2 separate regions of the Mus musculus genome follow, and region 1 is linked to region 2. A link is a contact called in public Hi-C data. All regions are on one chromosome and are shown on one strand. Each heading gives the region's core, a stretch centred on a gene start, on an enhancer-like site or on the middle of the called end of the contact. The rest is flanking DNA. Distances are from core to core; before and after follow the strand shown. Region 1 has its middle 24 kb from the start of Map9. Region 2 has its middle 26 kb from the start of Asic5.

What was found. A called contact is a pair of places that touch in the nucleus more often than the background predicts.
Region 1: a contact with region 2 is called in a Hi-C map of liver, with 6 times the contacts expected there. The contact joins two enhancer-like sites. A contact is called at or near these places in 1 of 15 datasets of contacts at CTCF or cohesin (CD8 T cells), 7 of 484 Hi-C or Micro-C datasets (the STO cell line, embryonic fibroblasts, embryonic stem cells and 3 more), 12 of 115 datasets of contacts at active chromatin or transcription factors (craniofacial prominence, embryonic basal ganglia, embryonic fibroblasts and 9 more) and 3 of 9 other capture datasets (adipose tissue, liver and pancreatic islet).

Annotation. Positions count from the first base shown.
Region 1 is chr3:82,332,356-82,335,146 of GRCm38.p6, forward strand. No RefSeq gene overlaps it. Among named protein-coding and RNA genes, the nearest start is that of Map9, 24 kb to the right of the region's middle. Within about 2 kb of position 1,381, at least 38 of the 459 cell types and tissues checked have an H3K27ac peak or open chromatin away from gene starts, as enhancers often do. A contact at or near this core is called in liver, where this site is marked.
Region 2 is chr3:82,021,974-82,024,686 of GRCm38.p6, forward strand. No RefSeq gene overlaps it. Among named protein-coding and RNA genes, the nearest start is that of Asic5, 26 kb to the left of the region's middle. Within about 2 kb of position 1,333, at least 7 of the 459 cell types and tissues checked have an H3K27ac peak or open chromatin away from gene starts, as enhancers often do. A contact at or near this core is called in liver, where this site is marked.

The DNA.
Region 1 (2,791 bases), core at 131-2,630, 310 kb after region 2:
AAGGAGCAGTGAGTGGGATGTAAATTAAGTAAGTAAGTAAATAAATAAATAAATAAATGAATAAATAAATTAAATAATTATAGATGCCTTAGAAAGAAAATCCCTTTTTCCTGAGAACTCCTAAGGCAGTTACCAAGACTCCTTACATGAGAAGCACTAGCTGGTAATATTTTGCCTCCTCAAAGACCTTAAAACCCTTAAGAACTCATAAAGCCTGGAAAGGGATGGCCCTGGAGCCTACGCTTCATTAGTTTCATGATAAATCTGTTTGGTTTGCATTAATTAGTTTATGCTAATATGAAGAACCAAGTATTTCTTAGGTCTTCTATTCAGTGCACAGGAGATGCACAGCTGGAAAAGCCTAGAGAGATAGCAGCTTGAGACACAGAGTGGGAACGACAGCAGCCTGGCCGGGTTTGCTTTATACATGTTATACACCGGTGGGTTTTCCAACCTTTCTCAGAATGTAGCAAGTGAAGGCATTGCTCAGAGGACATTGCTTCTCCACATCTCACTTCCTCTAACTTCAGAGTCTGTCATACTTTAAATCTTTCCTTTTAAATACACAAAAGCTTATTTTATCTGTACCAGAACATATCATAGAAAGTATCTTTAATAAACAGATATGCAAATATACCGGTTTTCAAACTCATTTGCATTTAATATCTTTATATATTATACTAGAAATATTCAATAACTCTCAGTAATAAATAATAATAATAATAATGAAGAAGAAAAAAATAAAGTTGGGAGGGAACAAAGAAAGAGAAAACAGTTTGGTAAAAGTTGAAAGGAGGTGGTGGGTAATAAGATCAAAAGATATTGTTTAAATGCACTTTTCTAAAACCTCTTAAAACAACAGTTTCAAACAAACTTGTGTGATCACAATGACTACGTAATGGCAGCCCAGCAATGCCACCTGGGCTTGAGTGTCTGGAGTGTAGTAAAGGGGACAGAGTTCTCTGCGTTGTCTGCTGTGAGCATAGCCCAGGCTCTGCTCTTGAGTCGGGATCCTAGTTTCTGGTCCTTGGTGGGCTCATGATGTCCTCACTGAAAATGATCCTACATTAAAGGACCTTTTTGAGTTATGCAAACCTCTAAACTAGAATTTCAGAGGACAAAGTCTGCCATTCTCTGAGCAAATGTCAGGGTCCCGTGCTTCTTCCTTCCTCTCCAGAGCTGGGGGTGGGGGTGGGGGTGGGGGAGTGGGTGTCCGTCTAAGCAGGCAGGCAATGAAATTCTGTTGAATCAGGAATCTTACGTTCTCAGTCCTAAACGTGATATCCTAAACTTAAGTAGCATGTGCTCTTTTCGTTAGTACACGGCAGTGAGACAAAAATAAAAAGATGGTCAAAGGACAAATTCTGTTTTCCTTTAGAGACCTTTCCCCTAGAAATGGTTCATTAGACAAAGAGAAAACTAGGAACTAATGACCGACTGTTCCTCAGGCGCAGTCGCTGCAGCATTGCGTTATACTGCCCCCTGGAGGTTATCTGCTGCCGTTGCACAAGTTCACGCTGTTGAAATAAAAAAAAACGTTGTGTGCTCAACAATTGGCCAGGGAAATGTTTTCAAGTGTTTCTGTTGTTATTTTGTTTTGGTTTTGTTTATGTTTTAGAGTCGCGAGAGAGCTTATAGGAATTCCTGAAGCTTTTTGAGACATTAAGAAACCTCTTCCTGTTAGAATTCAGACTGCATTTAAATTTTGGATGACAGAAAATACATACAGCAGTATTGCTTACATTTGAGTACGTCAGCTTCTGGAGGTACATTGTCTCCATATGAATGTTGGAGATATATTGGAAGAAATGAAAGTAGGAGGAAGATGGGACATGAAAAGGCAAACAAAGGCAGAGCTGGTGAAAGAGGGAGAACTTAGAGTATAAAGTATCCAGTCTGAACTGTAAGGCTCCAGTATCACTAGTTTCTTTCTATCAGGCACAGTGCTGGACCACAGCCGTCCAGCCCCACAGCAAGCTACCCAGCCTACTCACCCAGCGTCCCTGTGCCAGGTCAGCACCTCCTCACTGCTCCTCTCTTCAGAACCGGATGATCCAGGAGAGAGATGGGTGCTTTACAAGGAAGAGTGCAGTGGGGCCTCACTGCGGGGAAAGGTGTGATTGTGCCTACAGGATTGAGTCAAGAGAAGATTCCAGAAAGACAGTTACTAAACGTGAATATAAGTATAAAAACTGTGCAAACTATAAACACTGTATAAAAACATACAATAATTCACACTTTCTTCATATGGGCTTCAGGTCAAATACATTTCCTTGCATGCAATTATTTAACATACAAGAAAAGAAATTCTAGATATTTGTTGAGTCCCACGGGGCATTTTGACACATCTCTTCATTTTGTCATGTTTAAGTGCAATGAAACTTCAATTGGATCTTTATATCAAGACATTCAAAATCCTTCTGTCTATGTTTTTGAAGTTATTATTAAGTCACCTGCTCTGGAAGAACAGACCAGAATACTTGATACTGTCTAATTATCACATAGTGTCCCATCCCTGGCCTTTTCTGGAAGGCTTTACTATCTGATTAAACAGTTTAGCCCAATCAGAAAACAGTTAAACCTTACATTAGAGCCATTTGCTTGTAACAATGTTCAATCTACATATACCTGTAGATAGACACTCTTCCTACCACTAATCAGCCACACTTTCATAGGCAAATTATAGAGAGAAGGGGAGAGATGGAGAGGGAAATGGAGAGGGAGACTGAGATGGAGAGGGACACAGAGGAGAATGTTGTATAGAATAAATTCATATATTTACCAGTAAGCT
Region 2 (2,713 bases), core at 83-2,582:
TTAAGTCAAATAAACCTTTCTTTAGTTTATTTTCATGATGGTATTGTTATCATAGGAAGAAAACCAAGGTAGAACAAGAGGTACTCAAGACAATTGTCCATTTAGCAGACATAATTCATGCTTTGTGAACTATCTCAGAATTTTTACTTTCATTAAACCATAGTACTTTTCTTCTTTCTTCTGGATGGCTTTATTGTAACTGACTTGAGGGGGCAGGAGTCTGTATTTTCTGTACAGGCAGATTCATAAATTAAGTGTACTTGAAAATGGACTGGATCTGTGTTATAGAGGGGACTACACAGCACTTCAGCATTTTCCTCCAGCTACTTCTATGTGTTTATTTAATCTCGACAGAAACTCAACCATTCCACTGATTATGCTTTAAGCAATCACCTACTTTCAACTCAGAATCTTCCTTCGATGGTGAATTGCTACAACGCTTTCTTTAATACACTGAACAATAGTGCTGTTGGTTCAGTTAGCCTGTGCTTACTATGTCTGAGGGCCTGCGATCAGTCTTCAGCAGGAACGAAATGGATCTAGTTCCCCGTTCTTTCCATTGTTTTTTTTGGATGCCTTTCCTGCCTGACCACATGGCACCTTCACACTTTCTTGCTAGGTAACCAAGAGAGCAAAGTTCTGAGAACTAACACACCGTGACATGGAAGATACTGTTCCGAATGAACATTGGTGACCAACTCTTTACACTGGTTCTCAGCATCCAGACAGTTCTGCTGGCATCTCAATGTAGGAGTGATATCTATTTGGGAATTAGTGGTGAGAGGATGAAATATTTGTCCTTGAAAATGAAAGTTTTAAATGTTACCTGGAGAAAAGTTGAATAACCTCCTAGAACGTTGTGAAATCTGTGGTGTGAGCAACCCTGGTGAATGATTACAGCGACGAGCCACCCCCAAATCATGTAGTTTTGACCCAAACAGGAGCAGATAGGAATATAAAATCAAGCGCCAAGCCCCTTCTTATCAATAAGTGATAGACCATATAACATCCGAAGTCTGTAGGTTACCTTCTCAGCAGGAGTCATATGTGCAAATAAATAAAGGTCAAAACATCTTAGTTCACACATGGAAGAACTTGTATGACTAGAAAACAAGATGAATAATAGGAACACTGGAGAAAAATGCTAAAACTGGTCTATTCAAGGGTTGAAAAAGCATGGCAGAGAGAGAAAGCTGACAAGGTCATTGTGACAGTCGCAGTAACTTTGCAAGGGACTCCCTTTTTAGATCCTGCAGAATCTCAGCTAGAGTACAGAACACTCTTCACCTCCCACCGCCAGAGGAGTTTTGTAACAGTGACACAAAAGCGATGTTGGGGAGGCAGGAATTAGATACAAATGCTGAATAGTCTCTGTTCAGAAGTTGGCATATGACTTGCCATAGTTATTGCTGAAATTCAATGAGGTAGTACTTATAAATAAACCAGTGAGCTTAGTGTTACCAAGAAGCAAAGGCCACTTCTGAAAATCCAAACAGAAGTTGGAAGGTGAGGAGCTGGTAGAGTTGGTTATCAGAGCTAATAGCTAAGTTAACGCTGCAGGTTAAGAAGCAAGAAATACCTGGGGCAGTTATAACCAAGCCTTGTGGGACACACTAGCTGCTTGAGCACAGGACTTTACTGTCACTCTTAAAGAATCTCCATCATTTCTCACGTCTTCTCCTCCACCACCTCCTATCCTGTGACTTCATCCCTGGAATGATAACAATCTCTTAAGGACTCTACATTGCTCCTTAGCTAATTATGTCATGGGGTACAATGCTGGAAAGCAATTCTTTTTTTAAATTTTTTATTAGATATTTTCTTCATTTACATTTCAAATGCTATCCCAAAAGTCCCCTATACCCTCCCTCCACTCTGCTCCCCTACCCACTCACTCCATCATTGGGAAGAGAGGCCCCTTGTTCTTGCAAACTTTATATGCCCCAGTACAGGGGAACACCAGGGCCAGGAAAGCAATTCTTTTAAGAATTCTACGTGTGTGTGTGTGTGTGTGTGTGTGTGTGTGTTTACTCTTAATTCAATACACATCACTGCCTTATGATCTCTTACAAACCAATCACACCATGTCCTAAGCACCATGTTTAGCTATTTCTTAAACATAGTTATGCAGGCTAGTTTGCTGGGGCAGTATGCACTTCAATGTTTCATTCATTTCTCCTATTTTCTGAATAATCTCCTTCTCATGGAAATGTCTAAATTTCTCTGACTTTTGAACATATGCATTTTCTGATAAATGTCCCCCAGCTTCTTCGATCGCAATTTAAATTGTCTGCATCTAAATGTAAAACGTGCGAGCAATAGGGAACCTTTACTTGCACTAAAACAATGGATCTGCAAATCTAGCCAGATACTTGGATATACTTTATGTAAAATTTAACATAGAAAACTTTATGCAGGTAATCTCCACTTTCTCTTTTGAATATTAAAGGTTTCCAAAAATGGCAACTTCAAACTAAGAATGAAATGAAATGGAGAGATGGCTCAGAAGTTAAGAGCACTGGCTGCTCTTCCAAACAGCTGGAGAGATGACTCAGAGGTTAAGAGCACTGGCTGCTCTTCCAAACAGTCCTGAGTTCAATTCTCAGTAATCACAAGATAGCTCACAATCATCTATAATGAGATCCGGTGCCTCCTTCTGGCTTGCAGGCATACATGCAGGCAGAACACTTACATACAACAAATAAATAAAAAA